Linked DNA regions of Triticum aestivum: region 1 is linked to region 2. A link is a contact called in public Hi-C data. All regions are on one chromosome and are shown on one strand. Each heading gives the region's core, a stretch centred on a gene start, on an enhancer-like site or on the middle of the called end of the contact. The rest is flanking DNA. Distances are from core to core; before and after follow the strand shown. Region 1 holds the start of LOC123144378 (receptor kinase-like protein Xa21). Region 2 has its middle 120 kb from the start of LOC123144376.

Region 1 (3,920 bases), core at 1,416-3,915, 140 kb after region 2:
GCGACTTAACTTTATACTAACTTCAGTACAAAGTTAGTAAGTTAGTACAAAGTTGAGTCACTTATTTCGGGACAGAGGGAGTATATTCCTGGTCATGCCTTGAAAGTGTATATCAAGAACTGATTGCATTTTGGGTACTTTGCATGTGTTTATATTATGCAGCCGGATGAAGATGAAGAGGATCAGGATGAAAGGCATGATGACCATGATTCTGATATGGAATTGGATTATCACACACCTTTGGAAGACTCAGCAAGGTATTTATTTATTTTGTTGTGAGAGATGGTATTTATTCCTGCGTCATTGTTCCATTAGTTCTGATGGCTATCCTGTGTGCGCCTCGTGTGAAATTTTTGTTATAGGAGAAGCACTATTCAAGGTACAAGAGTTAAGAGAGAATCAGCTGGAGCTGAGACAAAAGATCAGGTACTTGACCACATAATTTTTAGTCTTCATACAGACGAGTGATTTCTCCTTTTTCATGGTCCACCATTTTGTTCACAGTTCCTTGATATAAAAAAAATCCTATATAGAGTGAAAATTGCTTTCTCACCATGTAATAGATGGTGTTGATGGAATATTTTTCTTAGATGCATTGCAAAATTTCCACCGACTATTGTTTGCTCCTCCGATGTGCGTGAAAACTGAAGGGTGGCAAAGAGTGCCTTATAATGTTGTTAAACTTGCATGATTGCATACAACTTGCTTTCGTATTCCTTGGTGCTATGCATTTATGCTAAATGTGCTCTTTCTTTACCTTGTGCAGCAGGATGGTAGCAGAGTAACAGGTGAACATAGAGGATCAGAACCAATGGCAGAAGACATCAGCCCCTCCAAGCAAGCTCATGTAAGTCGGCCTCCCTTTCTATTTGTGAACTGTTGTATAAGATCTCTAGTGTACACTCACTGCCCATGGCTAGGCTTATCTAACCAAAGATTCCTTTTCTTGTTGTCCATGGTGCTTGTCGCCTGCAGCAGGTCGACGCTAATGCCATGGCCGTGGATGAGCCCGGAAATGTCAAGACCGAATCAGGAAGCTCTACCAAGTTGCCTGACCCACCAGCCATCTACCAGAAGCCATGATTGTAAGCATTCGGACCGTGCGGCTTCTTGCATGTGTTTTTGGCAGTAAAAAGACGAAGTGACGAGTGGTAGTCTCGAGTGTCTGACCCATGTATACATGTAGCATGGATTATTAAGCTGTAATATGTATAGTCGATTAAATGAGCCGCGAGGCGGAATTTTCTTGGCTACGTGCAACTTTTGTCTCCCAGCTTTCTACTTTGGTAATCTTTTCCCGGTAGGTTCCTTGATATTTGGCTGTTGCATTTTACGTCCGTACCCTGTAGTAGTCACAAGGCAATGTTTTTCTCTGGCTCACCTTCGCGTCCTAATCTTCAAAGGAATAGTACTATCTGCTAGTGCATTTTTATATGTTTCGCACATAGAAAAATAAAATAAGAATCTGCATTTTGCATGCTTGCACGAACCAAAATAATAATTAACCTAGCTACATAAATAGCTGCTGTTGTATATTAGCTCTTCGTCCCCTTCCTTTTGTGATTGCCTAATTCTTAGTTGACCCAGATTTATGCTTAATCTAAGCCGGCGAGTGAAGCGCTCGCCGGAGATTAGCATGGCACGATGAGCGAGCACTAAGGGGAGAGAAAATTCTTTATTTGACACTGTTTTAAAATCTGGTTCCTTATTTGATACGGGAAAAGTTTTTCTTCCCTATTTGACACTAGTCCTAAATTTTATTCCTTATACGACACTTTCGTCCATTTGAGCCTAAATGACATCTGAAAAGACGATTTTGTCCCTCATGTGGTATGTGCGCGCGCGCATGTGTGCTGTTGCGTGTGTGGGTGCGTGTGTGTTTGCTACTGCGTGTGTACGTGCGCGCGTGTGTGTGGTGTGTGCTGTTGCGTGCCTATGTGCTGCATGCGTGTGTGCTGCTGTTGCGTGTGTGTATGTGTGTGTGCTGCGTGCGTGTGTGTATGTGTGTGTGCTGCGTGCATGTGTGTTGCTGCGTGTGTGTGCGTGTGTGTGCACGCGTGTGTGCGTGTTGTTGCGTATGTGTGCGTGTGCGTGTGTGTTGGTGCATGTGTATGTGTTGCTGCGTGTGTGCTCCTGCCCTCGCACTGATGCTGCGTGTGTGCGCTATTGCCCCCTACACACATACCACATGAGGGCAAAAGAGTCTTTTCAGGTGTCATTTAGGTTTAAAATGGACGGAAATGTCATATAGGGAATAAAATTGATAACTTGTGTCAAATAGGGAATTTTTTTGTCAGTGTCAAATAATGAAGCAGATTTTAAGATAATGTTAAATAAGGAATTTTGTCCTAAGGGGAAGACGGCGATAGGATAGCGGTTGTGGATAGCAGGGTCAGTGTGAACGGAAACATCGTCAAAAAGGTCCGGCGCGATTAACTTTTGCCGTTACAAACAAACAAATAGCGGCCGCCAGCTTTTCATATCACTAACCTCGACTACTCATGGCTCATTGACCCAGAGTCCTCAGAGAGACGAAACAAGCCACGGATGGCATCACGCTGCCAGTGGCCCCCGTCCCAAAAAAATTCGACGCGCCGTTGCCAAACGACGACGACGCGTCGCCACCCACCGGTGGCTACAGTTTGTTTATACGCAACACTCACCCAAGCCAAAAATCTCTCTCTATCTACCTCTCTGTCTCGCACGTATGCTCTCTGCCGCGTCCAGTCCACACTCCACAATCGCTTTGCTTGCCACAGCACCGTCGGCCGGGGCGGCAACGGCAATGGCAATGGCAGCACTGTCCCTCCTCCTCGTCGCCGTCTTCTTCCTCGCGTGCTCCGTCGCCACTCACTTGCTGCCCGGCGCACCGGAGCCCGCTGCCTCTGCCGCCAGCGTCGAGGATTACAACGCGCTGCTCTCCTTCAGGTCGCTCGTGAGGGGCGACCCGTCACGGGCCCTGGCGTCATGGACGAGCAGCGGCGCCCACGACGGGCCCGCGCCGCCGCCGTGCCAGTGGCGCGGCGTGTCCTGCGGCACGACGGGCCGCCGCCGCGGCCGCGTCGTCGCGCTGGACCTCCCCGGGCTCGGCCTCCTCGGCACGCTCAGCCCGGCGCTGGCCAACCTCACGCACCTGCGGCGGCTCCACCTCCCCGGCAACCGCCTCCAGGGCGCGCTGCCGGCGGAGCTCGGCCGCCTGCGCGAGCTCAGCCACCTCAACCTCAGCGACAACGCCATCGGGGGCCGCCTCCCGCCGTCGCTCTCCCGGTGCAGGCACCTCAGGACCGTCCTGCTCCACACCAACAAGCTGCAGGGGCACATCCCACCGGAGCTGTTCCTCTCGCTTCGAAGCCTCGAGGTACTCAACCTCGGCCAGAACAGGCTAACAGGAAGCATCCCTTCCAGCGTCGGCGGCCTCGTCAACCTCAAGCTGCTGGTCCTGGAGTTCAACAACCTGACAGGGGATATCCCATGGCAGGTCGGCAGCCTCGCCAGCCTCGTTGGCCTCGGCCTTGCTTCCAACCAGCTGTCAGTCTCCATCCCCGCCTCGCTGGGGAACCTGTCGGCGCTAACCGCTCTCACCGCCTTTTCGAACCGGCTGTCGGGGAGCATACCCTCCTCATTACAGGGCCTGTCATCCCTCAGCACACTCCATTTGGAAGACAACCACCTCGGCGGAACCATACCTTCTTGGCTAGGCAACCTCTCGTCGCTGGCATCCTTAAACCTCCAGAGCAATGGTTTGGTGGGGTGCATCCCCGAGTCTATAGGGAACCTTGGGTTGCTTGAAGCCGTTTCGCTCGCGGAGAACAAGCTCGTCGGACAGATACCAGACGCCATTGGGAACCTCCATGCCCTCGCTGAACTTTACCTAGACAACAATGAGCTAGAAGGCCCCCTGCCACTCTCAGTGTTCAACC
Region 2 (4,065 bases), core at 1,010-3,509:
CATTTAGGAGTGCTCTTTTTTTTGGTCATGCCTTCCACGAATGTCATTTCGAGTTGAAATTTTGCAAGCATACAAAACATTTGTCAAATTTTATCAGAAAAAATTCAGAATTTTTTGAACTTTCTTACTATTGTTTTTTATTTTACTGTTTATTAGGGAATTTGAGCTCGGGATTAGAATAGGGCTTTCACTGTCCGCCTATTCCTTATGGGCGAGAACATATCCAGTGATAGAAAGTGATTTGTGCATCCAATGCACCAAAGCTTTTGAGACCGTTAGACTTGCCAACTTTTGGTTTTCATTTTGATGAACTAAACTTAAGTAAGCTTGACAATATGACAAGTGTGGCAACGGAAGGCCTAGAACCAAACAGCCCCGAAGACTTTTGATCCTCAAACCAAACACACTCTTAACACATCTTTTAGAGGACACGCAGACACCATGACTGATTTTTTTTTTGAAAAAAAAGTTTTCATTTAAACACTGGACCCAGCAATATCACTGGCTACCAGAACAGAAACAAACTCCGGCACAAACTCACCCCAAACAACAGGGGCCTCGGCCAAACCATAACCATACCTCGCAAGAACATGCGCTACACTATTACACATACGACGACAATGCTGAAAATGAAAGCACTCAAAAGACATAAAACAGCGACACCATGACTGATTTTGATTCTTCTTTCAGAATCTATCAGCATCACAATTGCTAGTGACTTGATCAAGGCCTCGGGACAACGCGAGCACGGAGCGGATGCTTCATCACGGTGGTGAAATCCAGCTCCTCGGTCATGTCCACCTCCTGCCCCTCCACCGCCGGCAGCCACTCCAGCTCCCTCACGAGGCTGCCGACGAAGTACTCCACGTGCAGCATGCCAAGCGTGTATCCCGGGCACATCCTGCGGCCAGCACCGAAAGGCATCATCTTGATCTCCCTGCTCCCCGTGAGGTCCACGCCGTACCCCTCGCCGCCGTCCAAGAACCGCTCCGGTCGAAACTCCTTCGCTGCCGTCCACGCCGCCTCGTCGCGCCCGAAGTCGGCGACCAGGAAGTTGACCTCCGCGCCCTGGGCACCGCGTGCCCCCCGACCTCCGCGCCATCGCTCTGCACACCGTGCGGGAGGAGGAAGTGGCCCGGCGGATGCAGCCGGAGCCCCTCGAGCACCACGGCCTTTAGGTACGGCATCGACTGCAGGTCCCCGTCGTCGAGCTCTGGCTTGTCTCTGACCTCCTCGTACACCTTGGATTGCATGTCGGGGCGGTTCACCAGCTCCGCCATGATCCACTCTAGTGAGGTGACCGTTGTATCGGTGCCGCCGTTCAAAAACTCGGAGCAGAGGCAGACCGCCTCGGCGTCCGTGAGCGGGCGGCCGCCCTCCTCGGCCACGCGCAGCGCGAGGAGGGAGTCGGCGTAGCACGGAGGGCCGTCAGCGCCCCGCTCTCGCCTGGCGCGGATCAGCGGGAGGAAGATCTCGTCCTGCCTGCGGCCCACGGCCACGTACCCGTTCCACCGCCGCCGGAAGAGCCGCTTGGTGAGCGCCGGGAAGAAGGAGAAGATGGGGAAGCTGGTGATGGAGCGCAGGATCCGCAGCTGCAGCTCCTGGACCTCCTCGAGCGTCTCCGTCCCAAGCCTTGCGCCGAGGCTCATGTACACGAGCAGCTCGAACATGGCGCGCCGGAACGCCGGCCTCACCGCGACGTCATCGCCAGCGCCGCGCGCGCGGAGGAGGTCGCGGACGAGCGAGTCCCGCGCGCGCCGCCTCGCCGGCGCGTAGAGCGCGACGCGGGACGGGTGCAGGGCCTCGGCGGCGAGGTTGCGGCGGACCATGCGCCAGTAGGCGCCGTAGGGCGAGGTGCTGATGTCGCGGGCGCCGGAGGTGAAGAGCAGCCCGGGGTCGGAGAGCGGCGGGCGGTCGGCGAAGGTGGCGCCGCCCTGGACGAGCACGCGGTGCGCGAGGCGGCGGTCGGCGACGAAGACGAGCGTGCGGGAGAGGCGGACGGAGATGACGGGGCCGTAGCGCGCGTGCAGGTCGCGGAGGATCGGGCCGAGGTGGAAGACGGATCGCCGGAGTGCCAGGAACCTGGCCAGGAAGAGCAGCCCCGGCGGGCCGGGAGGGAGAGCCTTGCCTGTCCCCTTCTTCGGGCGCCCGTGACGGCCGTGCAGCAAGAAGAGGACCGAGGCGGCGAGGGCCAGGGAGAGGGCAATGAACAGGGGAAAGGATGACCAGGCGGTGGTGATGAGCTCCATTGTTCCAGCTCCCAGTTCTGACTGTGACTCGGTTTAGCTGCACTGTAGCATGCTGTACGGGATAAACGCCGAGCTTGTCCTTAAGTACACTCCTCCGGATTAAACTAAAGCGTACACTGGTTCCGGATCTTCATAATTTGCTCGTATAAAATTAGGTACTCCTACCAAAGTCGGGGATTGACTTAGTGATCCAGAGCTTAGTGGTCAAGATGCCAAGCAAGAAGATCGGATAACAACAAGCATTTTGTTCTTACTTCTTCTCACACGATAGCCGATCACTTAAACTAGTGGTAATTCGTCACCGTCTTTTACGTAACCTCGTGACCATTTCAGATTAAGATATCATAATTTATCTGTCACACGAGCGTACGTTGAAATTGCTCTCAGACTCTAGTTTCTTAACATTACCACGGACCGTGGCGGAGGACGAAACAAATTTAGGGCTCCTTTGATTCGAAGGAATTACATAGGATATTTGGATTTTTTTTCCTACGGCTGTTCTTTGGTTCAAATAATTAAATCCTATAGAATTTTTTCATGTGAAATCAAGTATATTATATTTCATTGGAAATCAAGCATCCACTCCAATCTTTTTTTATAATTTCTTTGTTTTTCCTATGACATCAAACACTCTATGCTAATCTTATAGGATTCAAATGGACATGCAACTCAAATCCTGTGTTTTTCCTATTCCTACGTGTTGGGGGGATATAACTACTAGTGTAACCCGCCCATGAGGGACCGGGTTACGCTATACGATTCATCATATGAAGCCCAATATCAAGCTTGAAGATGGCGGTTCAGTTAAGGGCCACAAGCCCAAAGGCGACTTAAGGCCCGTAGTGATAAACCGTCATAATAGCATGACTTGTATTGTAAGGCAATATTAACTAGTCACCGAGCCGGACACTGTTTATGAGCCGGCCGAGACTCTGTAGGCCGCGAGGCGTCAACCCGTGTATATAAGGGGACGACCCGCCGGCGGCTTAGGGCAAGTAACATCAAATCGAGAGCCAGGCATAGCGGATTCGCTCCCTGGTCATCGAAACCCTAGCAATTCCACCTCAACTGGATTAGGCTTTTACCTTCACCGCAAGGGGCCGAACCAGTATAACCCTCGTGTCCTTTGTCCCGCTTTAACCCCTTTAAGCTTCCTAGTTGCGATGGCTCCACGTCTAAGTCCTTTCACAAGGACGTCTGCCGTGACAATTCCACGACAGTTGGCGCCCACCGTGGGGCCAGCGCACGGTGGATTTGAGTTCTTGAAGGGCAGCTTCAAAGGTCTCAAGTGAAAGGATCGATATAGTTGACTAGAGGGGGGTTGAATAGGCAACTAACAATTTTTAGCTTTTCTTTACCAAATTAAACTTTGCATCAAAATAGGTTGTCTAGATATGCAACTAAGTGAGCAACCTATATGATGCAACGACAACAAGCACGCAAGCAAGTAAGAGATATAACACAAGTAAACTAGCGAAAGTAAAGGAACGAGATAACCAAGAGTGGAGCCGGTGGAGACGAGGATGTGTTACCGAAGTTCCTTCCTTTTGAGGGGAAGTACGTCTCCGTTGGAGCGGTGTGGAGGCACAATGCTCCCCAAGAAGCCACAAGGGCCACCGTATTCTCCTCACGCCCTCACACAATGCGAGATGCCGTGATTCCACTATTGGTGCCCTTGAAGGCGGCGACCGGACCTTTACAAACAAGGTTGGGGCAATCTCCACAACTTAATTGGAGGCTCCCAACGACACCACAAAGCTTCACCACAATGGGCTATGGCTCCGCGGTGACCTCAACCGTCTAGGGTGCTCAATCA

What was found. Hi-C and Micro-C count contacts between places; a contact is called where the count stands out from the background.
Region 1: a contact with region 2 is called in a Hi-C map of root, with 10 times the contacts expected there. The contact joins the promoter of LOC123144378 here to the enhancer-like site in region 2. A contact is called at or near these places in 4 of 5 Hi-C or Micro-C datasets (leaf and root) and 1 of 1 datasets of contacts at active chromatin or transcription factors (leaf).

What each region holds. Positions count from the first base shown.
Region 1 is chr6D:179,202,050-179,205,969 of IWGSC CS RefSeq v2.1, forward strand. It overlaps LOC123144378 (receptor kinase-like protein Xa21), which reads left to right and starts at 2,666. Exons shown (of 3, transcript XR_006471399.1): 1 at 2,666-3,920. It overlaps LOC780688 (probable histone deacetylase 19), which reads left to right. Exons shown (of 7, transcript XM_044563496.1): 4 at 163-257; 5 at 363-426; 6 at 770-847; 7 at 979-1,253. The coding sequence ends at 1,083.
Region 2 is chr6D:179,064,937-179,069,001 of IWGSC CS RefSeq v2.1, forward strand. It overlaps the pseudogene LOC123141412. Among protein-coding and RNA genes, the nearest start is that of LOC123144376, 120 kb to the left of the region's middle. Within about 2 kb of position 2,260, at least 1 of the 8 cell types and tissues checked has an H3K27ac peak or open chromatin away from gene starts, as enhancers often do. A contact at or near this core is called in root, where this site is marked.